Regions from separate parts of the Mus musculus genome. Here region 2 is linked to region 1. A link is a contact called in public HiChIP or PLAC-seq data. All regions are on one chromosome and are shown on one strand. The core of a region is the stretch at or near the end of the contact, and the rest is flanking DNA. Distances in the headings are between cores, read along the strand shown.

Evidence for each region. HiChIP or PLAC-seq counts read pairs in DNA pulled down with a chosen protein or histone mark.
Region 2: a contact with region 1 is called in an H3K4me3 HiChIP or PLAC-seq map of bone marrow-derived macrophages, with 6 times the contacts expected there. The contact joins two enhancer-like sites.

What each region holds. Positions count from the first base shown.
Region 1 is chr16:93,953,789-93,961,755 of GRCm38.p6, forward strand. It overlaps Gm31012 (a long non-coding RNA gene), which reads left to right. Exons shown (of 2, transcript XR_385072.3): 2 at 3,051-3,934. It also overlaps a transcript of Cldn14 not described here. Among named protein-coding and RNA genes, the nearest start is that of Cldn14, 28 kb to the left of the region's middle. Within about 2 kb of position 3,828, at least 26 of the 459 cell types and tissues checked have an H3K27ac peak or open chromatin away from gene starts, as enhancers often do. A contact at or near this core is called in bone marrow-derived macrophages, where this site is marked.
Region 2 is chr16:94,613,310-94,621,276 of GRCm38.p6, forward strand. All of the region lies in intron 2 of Dyrk1a (dual-specificity tyrosine-(Y)-phosphorylation regulated kinase 1a), which reads left to right. Among named protein-coding and RNA genes, the nearest start is that of Dyrk1a, 47 kb to the left of the region's middle. Within about 2 kb of position 5,127, at least 35 of the 459 cell types and tissues checked have an H3K27ac peak or open chromatin away from gene starts, as enhancers often do. A contact at or near this core is called in bone marrow-derived macrophages, where this site is marked.

The sequences.
Region 1 (7,967 bases), core at 2,578-5,077:
AGTAGACTTGCCATCACCCCAAATGACTAGTGGTGAGATCTTTGCCTCTCTTGGCTGCCTGCTCTCACACTAACGATCTGTGTGCCTGGCCTCAGGGCAGTGAAGAACTAGGACAACCTCCCTGACTGTCTTCTGCCTTCTCCTGTCCTGAGTGCCACCTCCACACGCATTACTGGGGTACAGGCCACCTCAACACGGAGCAGAGCCCAACAGCCCTCTACCGGCTACCAGCCCTTCAGCAGTATAAGGTGCTGGTTTCCAAATCTAACCTGCAAAAGGGAAGGGAAGAGTTGGTTTGGGTGTAAACAAGACTCCTTTCTTCAAGCCAGTAGACAGGACATCTTTGCTTGGCACAGAAGCCAACAGAGCCCAGACATTAGGACAATGGGTAAGGTGGCTGACACTTTGATAGGCATGGTCACATGCCCAGGACCTGATGGACTTAGCCCATTAGGGCAAACGCTGGCATTGGTATTTGAATATGACATACAGCGGGACTGGCAGGCAGTGGAGAGGACAGGACACAGGACAGTGCAGAGACACTGCCAGCGACCTCTGCAGCATCCATGATTTATGGAGGGATGATGCTCGTGGCCCAGGTGACTTGAGAGCACACCTTTCCTCAGGTAGCCATAGCCTGTGCATCCATGCACAGAGTTCAGAGCCTTGTTTAACTTTCAGCTTTTGGGCCACCCTGATTGCTTCTGGCTCCCAGGGCCCAGAACCTTCTCTGTGGACCTTCGATCACCCAGAGATAGGTGCTCTGTGAGTTAGGCCTGTCAATGAGCTCCCAGAGAAGAACCAATCTGAGACAGGAGAAAGCAGACTCTTCCTAAGCGGACTGACTGTCTTGAGACAGGGTGACCCAGCTCCATTTCTGTGACTGTGATAAAACACCCTGACAAAACATCTTAGGTGGGGAACCGTTCAGTCTGTCTTAGAAATCGAAGTTTCAGTCCATCGTAGCAAGATGGCGTCAACCTGACTCGGTCATTCATGTCATGTTCACAACTGAGAGCAGAGAAAAGTGCACACACACGTGTCTTCCACTCCATGGCTCTCTCTATTCAGACCAGGGCTCTGCTCCCTTTCACGGTGGTCTTCACACATCAACTAGGAAAATCTAGTCGGTCCTTCCCAGAGGCGCCCATCTGATGCAGACCCTTCGACGAGACTTCCTTCTTAGGCCATAGGCTGTGTCAAAACAAAAGCAGCCCCCACACAGGCTCTTTACTGTGTGGTTCAGGTGGACTTGGAACTTTCCATCCTCCTGTCTCAGCTCCCCAAATTCTGGGACAACAGGTCTTCTTCATCACACCCAACATCAAACTGAGTTGTGAAGGATGGGAGGATGGCAGAGGGTCGTCTCTGGGCCAGGAATGGGATGGTGGAGTGACTGCTCAGAAAACACTGAGCAAATCAGATGGGGACAGGAGGGCTGGTGACAGAGTGGGACACAGGGCTGGGAGGGTGAGAGGGGCCAGATGGGACTTTTTGGAAATTTGGCAGAGACTTCAAATGTTGACTTCCAGAGCTGGCAAACCACAGCCTAGGGAGGGCAGGGTGTGCTACCACAGGTGGGGCACATGTGTGGGGTGCCTACAGCAAATGCCCTCTGAGTGAAAAAAGAGACCATCGGTGTCTGCCTTCACCAGCCACACCACTGCCCTCCACACAGAAAGCCTGTCTTGGGAACGGTAGCAAAGAACTACTGGGGACCCCGCATTCTCTTGTCTGCTGGTGGCTGACTGTGGTATCTTTTTATTTGTTTGTTGTTTGTGTTTGAGATGGAGTCTCTTGTGACTCAGGCTTGCCTCAAGCACACCGTACAGCTGAGAATGACCTTGAACATGCTGAGATTGCAGATATTCCCACCACACCCAGTGCACTAGATGGAACTCAAGGCTCTGAATGATGCTCAGAGCTGACCTATGTAGAAGTTGGGTGCGTTTTAACCATTCAACCTCAAGATGTTCTTATTAAGGAGAAACAGGACTGTTGAGAGCTGATGATGGCTCTGAGGCTGAAGAAATAGTTCAGTGGTTAAGAACACTGGCTGCTCACTCAGTCTTGAGGATCAGAGTTCAAATCCCAGCATCCATGTAAGACCCCTGTAACCCTAGTTCTAAGCACTCTTTAGGCCTCTGTGGCACCTGCACACACATATACACATGTGTACTCACACCTGCCTACACATGTGTACATGCGCACTGACAAGTGCTTACACTCTTATACAAGAAAGTAGATTTCTTTTTTTTTTTAAAGAAAAAAGTTATATTTTTAATAATTTTAGTTGGCAAATTAAAAGTATCCATTTAGAGCAAAAGCCAAACCCTTCATTGACATCTAGGAGAGTAACGAACTACTAAATCACTATGAACTCTCATCATAGTCACCAATTCACTTCCCTCCAACAGGAGCTTTCAGTCCCCGTAGTTCATTATTGCTGTTACTATTATTGTGTGACCTGTATGCATCTGTACATGTTCATGCCTGCCAGAGGCCAGAGGTGACTTCTTCAGTCACTTTCCATCTCAGTTTTGGAGACAGGGCCTCATTATACCGGGACCTCATTGATTGGGGGAAGGCAGTGAGCTCTGGGGACCTACCAGGCCCCTCACTCAGGCCTGGTATTATGAACACGCTCTGTGCCATGGAGCCTGGTGTTTCCATGCCTGCTAAGGACTGAACTCAGGGTCCCCTGTTTGTGCACCTCACTGGGTAAGCCATCTCCCCAGCTGAGCTATCTCCCCTTTTTACTCAATTCTTCACATGGCGCCTCCCTCTAGGCAAAACTAAGCCTAGGAAAGTCTGTGGACTTTATTAGCCCACAAGACAAAGCCCAGCAGGACCGTGGAGGGTTTCATCTGTACTGAGGTAGAGACAAACGGAACCCGATGAAGCCCTTAGTTATTACTGTTTTTAAAAGCATGCTCAATTTAAATAAACGTCAAGCCCCACAAGGCAACCGCTAGCACTCGACGCTCATGAAGTTAGCTCAATCATACACCAGAAGAATTTCTTTCTGTTGTGATTAATCTTTTCTGCAGGCTTTCCCAAGCTAAGTAGCAGAGTCTTACTGCGCTCCTGAAGCGGCAACTCTGAGGGCTGAGAAGAAATCGCATCCTCATAGACCTGCCCTGCCCTGCCCTGACCCAGCTGTGAGCATCAGGACCTCTGGAGTCTAGGGAAGCCATGGTCAAGACTCTGCTCTGAGGCCCCCAGGGGCCCTCACGGTTCCCCCAAAGTTTCAATTACTCAATAGTAAGAGTCTATAGCACTGTCAAGTTTTCAACTACAGGCTCCATGTCTACTGGGTAAGACTCCAACGCCTCAGCAGGGCAAACCAGGGATCCGTGATAAATGATGACCCACAAGTGGTCTGGCACTGTGGAGTTTGGCAGTCCTCCTTGGGTGTGATAATTTCCTACCCACCAACCATCCTGTCAGCACGTCGGATTTAAAATATCACACGTGGAACAATGAAAGATTGCCAGCATCTCACCACCACCTTTTGATTAATGAGCCATTCCTCTGAGATGGATTGGCTTGTTTGATTCCGTTACCTGGGATGACTGATGGCTGTTTTAAAAAACACTTAGCGGCAGCGTTGCCCTGCGTGAGATAATTTTCATACGCCTTTTGCAGCCGCATCCAGAATAATTGGACTTTATTGCCTGCCTTCCATGCATGAACCCAAGTTCCCTGGAGAAGCCTAACAGCTTGAGACCCCGCTGCTGTAGTCTTTCCACACTGATCAGCTGCCGTGGTCACAGGAAAGCTCCCACCAGATGGCCGGCCAGCCTTCTAGTGACATTTCCCGTTTCCCGTCCATTACTCACCAACGGAAAATAATGTGACATGAACTCCCCATTTTTGAGTAATATGTGGTTATATCCTTGTGGTTCCTGTGCTAAAGGCAAATGAATTATCATACAGTCGTTTCTTAATTCTCTGGGGAGAAAACAGAAGAGACAGCCGGTCACAGTGTTTGGCTGGGAGGGGGATCGGCACTCTTCAGGCATCCACCACGGCGTTTACATTTAATGTCCTAATTCCTTTTTCTTTCCCTTTTTCTTGTTGCTTATTCTTCTATTGCTCAGGAAAAGTAAGCTTGTCTGCTTAAGACACCAGAGCTCAGTTTTAAGAATAGTTGTCCTTGGACGCCCTGTTTGTGATTACTTCTCCCGGGTGTTCCTTTTCCTGATGCTCTGGTGCAGAAACGAGACATTGGTGGTGGACATTGGTTCTGTTCTGTCTCTAAAGGCCCAGTTTTCTCTTCCACATGGACCCAATTGTCTAGTTCTTTTAGAATTCTTTACTTTTTAGTTTTAGATTTTTTTTTAAAGTTAATTTTTAAAAAGCCGTGTGTTTGTGTGTCTTCGTGGGTGGATGCACACACGGGAGGAATACCGCAGAGACAAGAAGAGGCCATGGGGCCCTGGAGCTGGAGTTACAGGCAGCTGTAAGCCACCCGCGACTGGAGACAAATCCAGGTCCCTCTGCAGAAGCAGTGCAGAGTCTTGAGTGTTGCTCTCCAGTCCCAAGAAGCGTTACTCTTAAAAGCGGTGGCTAATACCCTGAAGTGTTTGACTCTGTGTTTTTCTAGTTCCCTTCTGACCAGAGCCTTGTATGTGACTAGCTTTTAATTATCTAATTGCTATCTTTATTATTAGAGACAAGTGACTAATTATTATATTAATTAATAATTTCTATATTATTAAAGACAAACATTTGAAGCTGACGCACCCTTACCTTGTGCAGGGTGGCGTGTAAGAGAATGATGTCCACCACTGGTCATGGCTAGTCTGTGGGGCCAGCGCTTTATGACCGTTAGGTTTGGTATAGCAGAACTCGGAGCCAAGCTCCACTGATTGGCACAATTTGACCCTTCCCTCTGACTCCAAGCTGTGAATCTCTGTGACTCCAGAAGCCAAGAGCCAAGAAACCCTTCTTTCTGGAAAGTTCCCTCCCCCCCCCCCCCGACATTCCCTTCTCAGACAAAAGGCAACATGGGGTGCAGGTCTCTGCTTACTCTGTTCTCACAGGAGAACAGAGCTAAGAAGCTGTTCATATGGTCCCTTCGTCAGGCAGCCAGCCTAGAGGAACTGGGGTCTCTCGTAGGCTTCACCCCCACAGAGGCATCTGCCCTTGTCCTGGAGATGTGATTTTCCCAAGGTTCCATGCTGCCTACTTACAAATCTGTTCAGTGAAACAACGCCTATGTTACAAGGTAGCGGGACACTCCAGAAGCTGTGGGAAGCTCTCAGAGTGGACCAGAAGGTTCTAAGAAATTACTTCTAGAAGATTCTGGGAATGGCTTCTGTGTCTTCTTCCCATCTCTACCAAAGACAGAGTAAATGGCAGCCTTGCTTGGCTCTCTGTCCTTTGCACTCACCCAGCTAGGACAGACAGCACCCAGGATGATCTGCCCGGAGTGTCCCCTGTTGGTAATTCAACCCTTCACACGCTCATTTGCATCCGCTCAGACGACTGTTGTGGCTACAAAGAAATGTTTTTCCTTAGTAGAATCACAAATAATTTGAACAGAAAGCTACAGACAAGACAGACTAATCATGTTTGAAAGGAGGTATCTCTGCACACAGAAGGTTTTCTGCATCTAAAATGCTCTTTCTCCATCAAAACTCTGTGTGATGGGGCTTCCTGACACGCAGAAAGTGAACAGCTGGCCGAGTTTCTTCCCTCAGGTGAAAAAGTCAAACTCTACATGTGCCTGGGCCCTTTCTGTAGCAACTTTCCTCAGCCACCTGGGTCACCTCGGAGACGATAACCACTGCGGAAGACTGCCTGCACTATTCTCCTTTAACTCCATTTGTGTTTTCTAGTTAGAAACAAATAGCGTGAGGACTGGAGAGATGGTTCAGTGGTTAGGGTCTGCGGCGGCAGCGGCGGCGCATGTCTTTGATTCCTGTTGGGCTAATCCCTTGTGCACTGTGCAAAGGTTGTTTTTGTATGAAGCATCACCTGTATCTCAGTTTTGCAAGCATCTTTTCCATCACCTTCTGATTGGTTTAGTAAAGAGCTGAACAGCCTCTAGCAAAGCAGGAGAGAATAGGTGGGACATCAGGGCAGAGAGGAACTCTGGGTAAGTGTCTGAGGCAGGAGTTTTGCCAGCCAGAGGAAGAAACAAGTGCCAGTAACGAGCCATGTGGTAGGACATAGATTAGTGGAAATGGGCCGATTTAAGTATAAGAGCTAGTTGGGAACAAGGCAATATTTTCATAGTTAATGAAGAGTCTCTACATTATTACTTGGGCAGCTGGTGGAACTGAGACAGCCAAGCAATGGATTCCAGCAGTCGGGAGGCAGAGGCAGGTGCATCTTTCTCCGTCCAGCCTGGTCTACAGAGCTAGGTCTAAGACAGCCAATGCTATACAAAGAAATCCTGTCTGGAAAAAGCAAGCAAGCAAGCAAGCAAGCAAACCAACCTGTCCTGCTTTTAGAAGGACCTGAGTTTGGTTTCCAGCAAATATATGGCAGTTCCTGATCACTTGTTAACGCCTGCTCTAGGGGATCCGAGGCTGTCTCTGTCCTCGGAGGCCACCTACACACTTGGCATGTATCCACACAGACACACACCCACAACACACACACAAACACCCCCCCAACACACACACAGACAGACACTCCAACCTACATATACATATATAAACACGCACCTACAGGCATGCACACAGACACACTCAGACACACACACATTATAAAAAATAAAATATTTTTGAGTTACTGCCATCTGACACATGAAATAGGAGATATAGACATTTTCGAATCATTGTTTCCTTATTTCCTGTATTTGTTGGTCTACCATCAACAGCAGTAGGCGTGTGTAAATATTGCAGCAAAGGAAGGCATTGTGTGAGAGCAGTTAGCCCTGTGTGGTTTTTAGATGGTGCCTGTTCCCCCTGCTCACAGCATGTGACACCTCAACAGGTGACTTCTGGCTGGTGGGTTCTGAGAGGACAATTAACAAGGCTGGCTTTTCTAAGGTGTGTGTGTCCGTTTGCGTTTCAATTAAAGATTAAATCTTCACATCAGGTTTTTAGCTCAAAGGCAGGGTCCAAAGGGGTGTGGAGTATTTCCATTCATTTTAATAAAGCAAACTCAGTAGATAGGGGATGGCTTATTTTTAACCGGGGCAGATGCCCGTTTGTGTGAAGCTGGTTCCACAATTATATTCCAGGCAGCCAGTGCTACACAAATAAAGAAGCTGCCTCCAGTCTCCCCAACTCAAGGAGCATGTTGGGGTGGGGCGGACTCTGATGGGCGATGCAGCCTGCCCAACCAGCCCAACCATTGGCTGGCCCACCACAGCTCGGCCTTCACTCTACACCCATCATCCAGAAGTTTCCTGAGACAAACTCGCACGTGCTTCCTCAGGGAGGATGTCCAGCTACCAAACGCTGGACATGAGGATATGGCGGCGCAGGGTACACCAGTGAACGCAGGAGCCGGAAGAGACAGGTGCAGAAACAGGTAAGGCAGGAAAGGCCACATGACACTGAAAGAGCAACCAAGAGAAAGCTAAGCACCTAGCAAGGAGTGACAGGTGGCTAAGAAATGTCCAATCGGACTGAGGTCAAGGGCAAAACGGGCTTGGAGGTGAGCAGGTGGAAAGAAGTGAGCAGGGCATGGGCGGGGCTGGCTGACAATTCAGGTTCTGTGTACTTAGGAGAGGGGCTATCTGGGAAGGGAACAAAGACTCAATGAAAGAATGGCACACACAAATCCCACACAGTATGGCCTCCAAGATAAATGAACAAGGAAAAACAAGTCACAAAATAGATTCTGTTAAGAGGAAGTTTGTGAGAATCTGCTTTCAATAAACAGCACTAAAACCTTGGCCTGTACTTTAAGGAGGTGTATTTGTGAATATGCACATGGCTGTATGTCTGTGAATTCTTTGTTTTGTGTTCTTAGTGGTGCTGGGCATTTTGCTGGGTAAGCAT
Region 2 (7,967 bases), core at 3,877-6,376, 660 kb after region 1:
ACACATATAAGCTTATGAGGAGTTTTTAAATGAAGATTTATGCAGTGTCTACACATATTTGAAAGTGAATTCTGCTTGCCCCTGGCTCATGGACTGGCCTTGTAGTGTTGGTTAAGTGGAATGGTAACTTATTTGCCCATCCCATGGTTTTCATGGCAACTATGTGAGGTGATGGCTGTGTTAATCTTCTTGATTTTTTTTTTCTGTTTTGTAATTACTTTGCTGTTGTATACATACATAACGTATCATGCAGTATACCATAGGTTTGTACACTTGTTTTTTAGTTATATTCCAGTGAGGCTGAGGAGAAAGGAAGAAAGAGACAAGGAAAGAGTTATTGAACACTAAGCCAGTCAAACCTGTGTGTCTCCAGCACAGGTGTGTTCTGGTTGCCTGTGCCATACATGGTAAAGTCAGGCTCCTTTTGTTGTGTTAAATGGAACCAGAACTTGGAATTAAGTAGTCCATTTCTTTTGAAGTTTGGAAGAATACATGTAAAACATTTATTTGGCTAAAACTTGTTTTGAAACAGGTACTGTAATAGGTGTTGTGCCTCTAACTGGGTATGTATTTAGGGTCATATTTCCTTTAGAGCAAAGGGGTATAAGAACATAAGTCATGGAATGGGTGTGTGTCATACATTTTAGCATTTACCCATTGAGTTCAAACCTACAGCAAAAATAGCATGTTCTCAGGCTTCATCCGACAGCTCAGTGCCCATGTTACAAAGATGAGTCTAGGGTCAATGAAGTGTCCCAGTGGGTAAGGCTGACAGTGGGCATGAGTGTAAACTAAATGGATGTTCTCAACGGTTTTTACTTAGTTGTGTGTGCCTCAGTGTGCCTACTGTGGAAGTCAGTTCTCTCTGTCCTCCATATGGGTCCTGAGATTGAATTCAGGACTGCAGGTTCCTTTACCCACTGAATCACCCAGTCCCTCACTTGCAGATGTCTGTTTGGTTTCGGTGTACTCATCCCGACTGCCAGCTTTAGACTCAAGTGACTGCCTCCTGGTTGTCTCTCCTACATAACTCCTTCTTCCCATTCAGAAAACATTTTAATGATAGGATGTAACATCCCACTTGGGGGCACTTGTAATCCAAGGGCCTACAAGTAACCACATTGAGTTGATTTGGATACTGGATCATTCCTTAGATATGGGGCTGGAAGGAAGCAAACTTCTCAGAGTCCTGGTGCACGTTAACAAAGCCTCTTGCCGAAGGAGCCCGTGAGGCCAGCAGACTTCAGTGTGTGTTATCAAAGGATACCCTTTATATTTTGATTTTTACTCATTTACATCCTATAGATCATTATTTTGGAAAACTTGTTCCTTATGACAGTTGGTTCTGCTCTGTTTTAACGGATTTCTTTATCAAAGTAGTTTTTTGTTTGTTTGTATGTTTGTTTTTAAAAAGCACATTAATAGTGACATGCTAGTCACTTAGAAAATTGTAGTGGTGGTGGAGGAATGCTTCATTTGGCAAGGTGCTTGCTTTCCCAGCCCTGGGCAAATGGAGACAGGAAGATTTCTAGAACTTATTTTCCACCCAGCCCAGCTGAATCAGTCCTGTCCTGTCCTGTCCTGTCCTGTCCTGTCCTGTCCTGTCCTGTCCTGTCCTGTCCTGTCCTGTCCTTTCCTTTCCTTTCCTTTCCTTTCCTTTCCTTTCCTTTCCTTTCCTTTCCTTTCCTTTCCTTTCCTTTCCTTTCCTTCTTTCGTGTGTGTGTGTGTGTGGGGGGGGTAGAGGCCAGTAGAAGACACCTGATGTTGATTATTTGCTGCTGTGACCACACCCACACCCCTAAGAGATCATTTGAAGTAGTTTCAGAGCGCATGCCCCATTTTACACCACCTCCCTGCAAAACAGGGTGTCTTGTAGCTGAGATCGGCCTCACTCTGAGCTTCCTGGATTCTACAGGAAAGAAAGCAGGTTGAGCAGGCAGCACTCTTCCATGGCTTCTGCTTCAGTTCTTCTCTTGAGCTCCTGCTCTGACTTCTCTCAGTGATCAAGTGACCTGGGAGTGACTCTTTCCTCCTAAGTTGCTTTGGTCATGATCATAACAACAGAACTGTCTTCTGTCTTTTGAACTATGGCACATTCCCATCAGTCCCTGTGTCCCGTCTCCCCCCCTCCCCCAGTGCACCCCCTCCTCCCAGCCTCTGCCAGTGTCAGTTGAGATCATATTGAATACATTTATGATGGTGAGCTTGGGTAGCATGCGTTTGATGTTACTATTGACTACTGTCCCATCATTGAGTGACCTACTGTCACTTTGTGAGGTACAACCAATTTAAGCTTATCCCTGACTAGCTTATAAATAAATGAGACTCAGACTATAGCTATTTTATTTGGCTTTTGACAATTACTAGGGGGGTAACCTCTAATGTTCTCTTCTAACTGCTGGCCTGGCTACCTCCCCAGCAGTGAATCCCAGACACTTGTTGTTTCTCCTGGCCCTGTGCTCATGGTTCCTCTCCCCTCATGGCGGCTTCCTCCTTCTACCCTGTCCTTTTCCCTCCTCCTCCTTCCTCTCTCTCCCCCCCGCCAGGTCACTCCAAACTCACCTACCTCTAGTAACCCCAGTAATTGGCTATGGCCAATTTTATTTAACTAATAGTTTTAAATCAAAACAAAAAATTGTAAGCATGAGAACTCCCTCGCAAGCCTAGATCTTTGGGTATAGAATTTAGCATTACAATACATAGCAGACAAACCAAATCTCACCAACTTTGTCACGTGGGTAGGTCTAGATTACTTGGAAATAACTTAAATGGTCTTAGGGATGGATTAGTTGTGGCATGTGCTTCTTTGAACCTTTTTTATTTATCATGTGCATTTCCTAGTTTAAGTTCGATATTGCTTATTCACAGTTTCCCCCTACCCCACCTTTTTGGGTCAGGGTTGTTTTGTTATATAGCCCTAGCCATCTGGAACGTCATTTGTAGACCAGGATTGGTCTAGTACTCACAGACATCCCCTTCCCACCCCTCCCCTGCCTCTGCCTTTGGAGTTCCGGAATTACATATTTGTCACCATGCTTAGCTGTTCTTTAGATTTATTTCATATGTATGAGTGTTCTGCCTGCATGTGTGCCTCTGTACCATCTGTATGCCTGGTCAGTTCAGAGGACAGAAGAGGACATTGGATCCCCTGGGACTGGAGTTACAGGTGGTTGTGAACCACTATTTGGGTGCTGGGAATCAAATCTGGGCCCTGTGCAAGAAAAACAAGTGTTCTTAACCACTGAGCTAACTCTGCAGCCTCCAGCTGTTTTTTAAATTAATATTCTCAGTTTTACAAATGACTAACAGGTATTGAAGAGCATGTAGCTCAGGTCATGTGATTTGGAACACTCTAAAGCTCTCACTAATGTAAGTCACATAAGCTCTCACTTTCCAGCATTAGGCTTTCCTGGGGTCTCTGGTGGCAGTGTTGTTGCAGGGAGTGCTGTATCGGGTTGGCAGGGAGAGCACTGTCTGGAGCATGAGGTGCAGCGTCTGCTCAGCTGTTTCAGATACACAGAAGGTGAAAAGTCATGGCGGCTCCTTTTCCTGCGTTACAGGCCAGGGCTGTGCTTAGAACCCTTTGCTCCACGTGTGTCTGCAGGGTCTCCAGGAGAGCTGCCATCTTACCAGAGTTCATGCACAAGCCGCTCTCATGGTCTGCTGCATGCACTCTTCAGGGTCTGGTCCTCATTATTTGCCATTTCTTTTCAGGTCTTGTTTTGTGATTTTAGCTTTTATTTTCTAAGCAGAAGCAATGCTGATTGTGTCATGTGCATACACAGTATAAAGTTTTTTATGAAATATAGTATAAAATAAAAATATGAGGGCTGGAGATATGGATCAGTGGTTAAGAGCTCTGACTGCTCTTCCAAAGGTCCTGAGTTCAAATCCCAGCAACCACATGGTGGCTCACAACCATCTGTAATGAGATCTGACGCCCTCTTCTGGTGTGTCTGAAGACAGCTACAGTGTACTTACATATAATAAATAAATCTTTAAAAATATCTGAACACAGACACGTAGTAAGACCTCTACTAAATTTAGAAAAAAGCAGATGTTTACTTTCATTACATGTTTAAAATGACGTTATCTATGTGTGGGTATGCTCTTCTGCCACAGTGTGCCCGTGGACGTCAGAAGATCACGTGCCTTAGCCAGTTCTTCACTACAGTGTGGGTTTTGGGGAAATTCCATTTTACTGGTCCTTATAGCGTTTTATTTTTATTTTAAGGCCAATTTGTAAATGTCTGTCTAGTTAGGTGTCTTCTTTTTTTTGTGATAAAATATGATGACCAAAAGGAGCTTGGGGAGGAATGAGCTTATTTTAGCTTACAGTTTCACATCGTAGTCTATCAATGAAGGAAGTCAGGAACCACCTGAAGCAGAAGCAGTGGTGAAATGTGCTTGCTGCTGTACTTGTTTAGTTTGCTTTCTTAAGCCATCCAGGATGACCTCCCTAGGGGTGGCCCCACCCACAGTGGGCTAGGTCCCCCTCCTTCAGTCAGTAATCAAGACAGTACTCCACAGATTGGTCTTTTAGACCAGTCTTACAGAGGCATTTTCTATATTAGCATCCCCTCTTCTCAGATATGTCTGGTTGTATCAAGTTGACAAATACCGACCAGCCCATTGTACACCTAAGAGAGTGAGGGCCTGGCGAAGTGAGTCCGCTCTTTGAGAAGGCACTGGTGTGATTCCCACCCAGAGCTCCAGTTCTAGTGGATCTGGCACTTCATCTGGCCTTGGTAGGCACCAGACACACATGAATATGCACATACACATACAAAATACTGTGAGGGTTCTACAGAGTTACAGCTTAACATAGGTACTTCCTTTTTCCTCTAAAAGTGGGCAGAAAACACCTAGATGGGTAAAACCTCCAATGCCATAAACGCATCTACGATACTTGGTGGAAAACAGTAGAGAGAAGTGGGTAGGAGCAATGTAGTAACTATCACAGTGGTGTGGTATCAGGGTTTGTGCAGAAGAAAGGAAGCACAGTGGGCTTAATAAGAATCCCAAGAGTTCCAAGTTTACCAGCAAAGACTCCCACAGAAGCATATCATGCGAGTCTGAGAATATCAGAGAAGCCAACAAAGTGTGTATGCGTTTCCTGATTCCCAAAACCAGTTAAAGCTGCCTTTCTGGCCAAAGCAGAGACTATTGTAAATAGACTCCAATTGAGCAGTTGTGGAATCATCTTGGACAAAAGAAAGGAAAATTGGGGAAGATGAAAATACAGGAGATCTTATTTATTTTAATCTATATTTTGACCTCCTTCCTGAGAACAGGAGAGAGAGAGAATGCTTCCTGAGGACAGAATCCCAGCCTCCCGGGAGTGTTTTACGTCTGCTGTGTGGAGGTCAGAGGACAGCGGTCAGGAGTAGGTTCTCTACTGCCACCTTGTGGGATGCAGGGATCAAACTCAGATGGTTTGCACTCACTGAGCCATCTCGCTGTTCCCTCATAGCAGTACATTTTATATAACGCTGTATAGATTTACCGTTTTCGCAAAGATTATCAGACAAGTATGCAGATTCCTCACTGGTGTAGAGGTCAGCGTCGGCACTGCCACCTTTGTTGCTGCTGCTTTTGTTGTTGTTGTTGTTGTTATTGTTATTTTGACGTAGGTTTTTGATTGCATCCAAGCTCAGGATGGCTTGGAACCCCAAATCTTCAGCCTTGGTATGTGAAGTGCTGGATTTATCGATGCTAGCTGTCATGCTGACTGCAGAGATGCTTAGTGCTTAAGAGCACATAATGAATTGGCTGCAGCCCACAACACCCACACGACAGCTCACAATCACTTTAACTGTAATTCCAGAACCTACATGGACATCAGGCACATACATGGTATACATACATACATACATACATGCAGACAAAACACTCATATATATAAAATAAAATAAAAATAATCTTTAAAACCGTTTAAAAAGGAAAAACTGAATAACAGAGCATTACGTAGATAGTTAAAAAAAACACAGCAGAAAAAAATGCCTGCTGACCTGATGTCTTAGAGAAAGCCCAGAGAATCTGTAGGATTGATGGAGGAAAGAAAAGAGGGAAAACCCCCACCTAGGTGCTGGAGGTTTAGGTGAGTTGACAGAGTGACTGCTCATTGTGAGTGAGGCTGCGCTGCGCTGTGCCCAGCAGGCCAGCCGAGCTGTGCTGGAGCACTTGGAGGAGCAGGCAAGAAGAGCAGAGGGCCAGAAGCCTGTCATCCTCAGCCAACCTGGGATGCACGGTACCCTGTGTCAGGGAAACAGATGAAAAAGTCCCTGCCTCGAATAAATAAATGGTGCAAAAAAGAGGTTTGAACTTTAGAATGAAAATTTCTTTAGATAAGCAGGTAGTTAATTGCATGCAGAAAAATGTTACAACTCAACAAAACTAAATTTCAAAGTATATACCCTAAACATTCCAGAGAAAGTAATAGTTACTGAAGAAAGGCAGAGAAGTTTCATCATACAGCAACAAGAATAATGCAAGGATATTTCCTGAAGTGGAACAGTTTTGCCTGTGTATCAGGGGGTATAGTGGCTATTCCTGGTTGTCAACTTGAGTACATCCAGAATGAACTGCAATCCAGAATTGGAAGGCTCACCTGTGATCCTGATCTTGAGGCTGGGAGATAGAAGCTTCTGACCTGGATCTTGGCACGGAGATCTTGAGGCACAGTGGCTATGAATCCCAGAAGACTAAGGCAAGGAGATCTCTGAGTTCAAGGTCATCTGGGACAAAGCAAGTCACAGATCCAGGCATGGTGGTACACACCTTTAACCTGGGCCACACCTTTTGCTGGAGACCTACATGAGGTCATTGGAAGAAGGAAGATTCACTCAAGAATTCTTCTGCTTGCATTTACTTGCCAGCACATCTGTTGGAATCTACCAGCTGAAACAAGTAGCCTTGAGGGACTGAGTAACTGGTAGACGATTGGACTTCCTATCCACAGCTGCCCATTATTCGTTGGACTACAGACTAAGCAGAATTACCGTAATCAGAGAAACTCTGCGAGGACTAAGAGAACAGCTTCTTCACTTGTTTGTTGAACAGGAAGCAGAGATGTCGGAACAGAAAGTTTTAAATACTACCCACCTGACTTTGACCCATCAAAGATCCCAAAACTCAAGTTACCCAAGGACCGGCAGTATGTGGTATGGCTGATGGCCCCCTTCAACATGAGGTGTAAGACATGTGGAAAAGACATCTACAAGGGGAAGAAGTTCAGTGCACAAAAGGAAACAGTCCAGAATGAGGCACTGTTGGAGTTTATCAAAAGACCCTTACTCACAGGATCACAGAGACCGCCGCCATTGCTGCAAAATGCATGAGGATTTTTATTGATCCAACATGTTGGGGACTCCTCTTTCATCACACAGGCCAGAGGAGAGACCCAAAACAGAGAAAGAACACACTTTTTATACCTTTGTAAGGGGCAGATTTGAGCAACAAGGTTCTCATTGGTGTAGCAAGTAACCCTTTCAGGCATTGGTTGGTTTGTATAGTGACTCAGTAACCCTTTGGCCTAGTCCCTCACTTTGCTTGCCCCCAACGTGGGTTATTATGATTTGGTCAGCAAAGTAATAGTACATTTTGAACTTATGAATCAGCTATTAACGTCACAGCTATTAACGTCACAGCTATTAACGTCACAGCTATTAACGTCACAGCTATTAACGTCAGGGGGATGTCGGGGATTCTCGCAACAAGGTCTTTGTCAGAATTCAGTGTGGGGTGGGGGGCAGGAGAATTGCTAATCTTGTTATGGTTATTTCTTTGAGAATAGCTAATATTATTTTGGTAGCTGCAGGTTTAATCATTTTGACTGCTAAAACTATGTTTTTACATTTGTTTAGTCAGCCAGCTTCCTTATCTGGCCCTGCACTTGGCCTGCTAGTACAGTTTGGAAAGTCCTTTTCGAAGGGGGAATGTACTGGGTGGTCTTGAATTCATTTCGG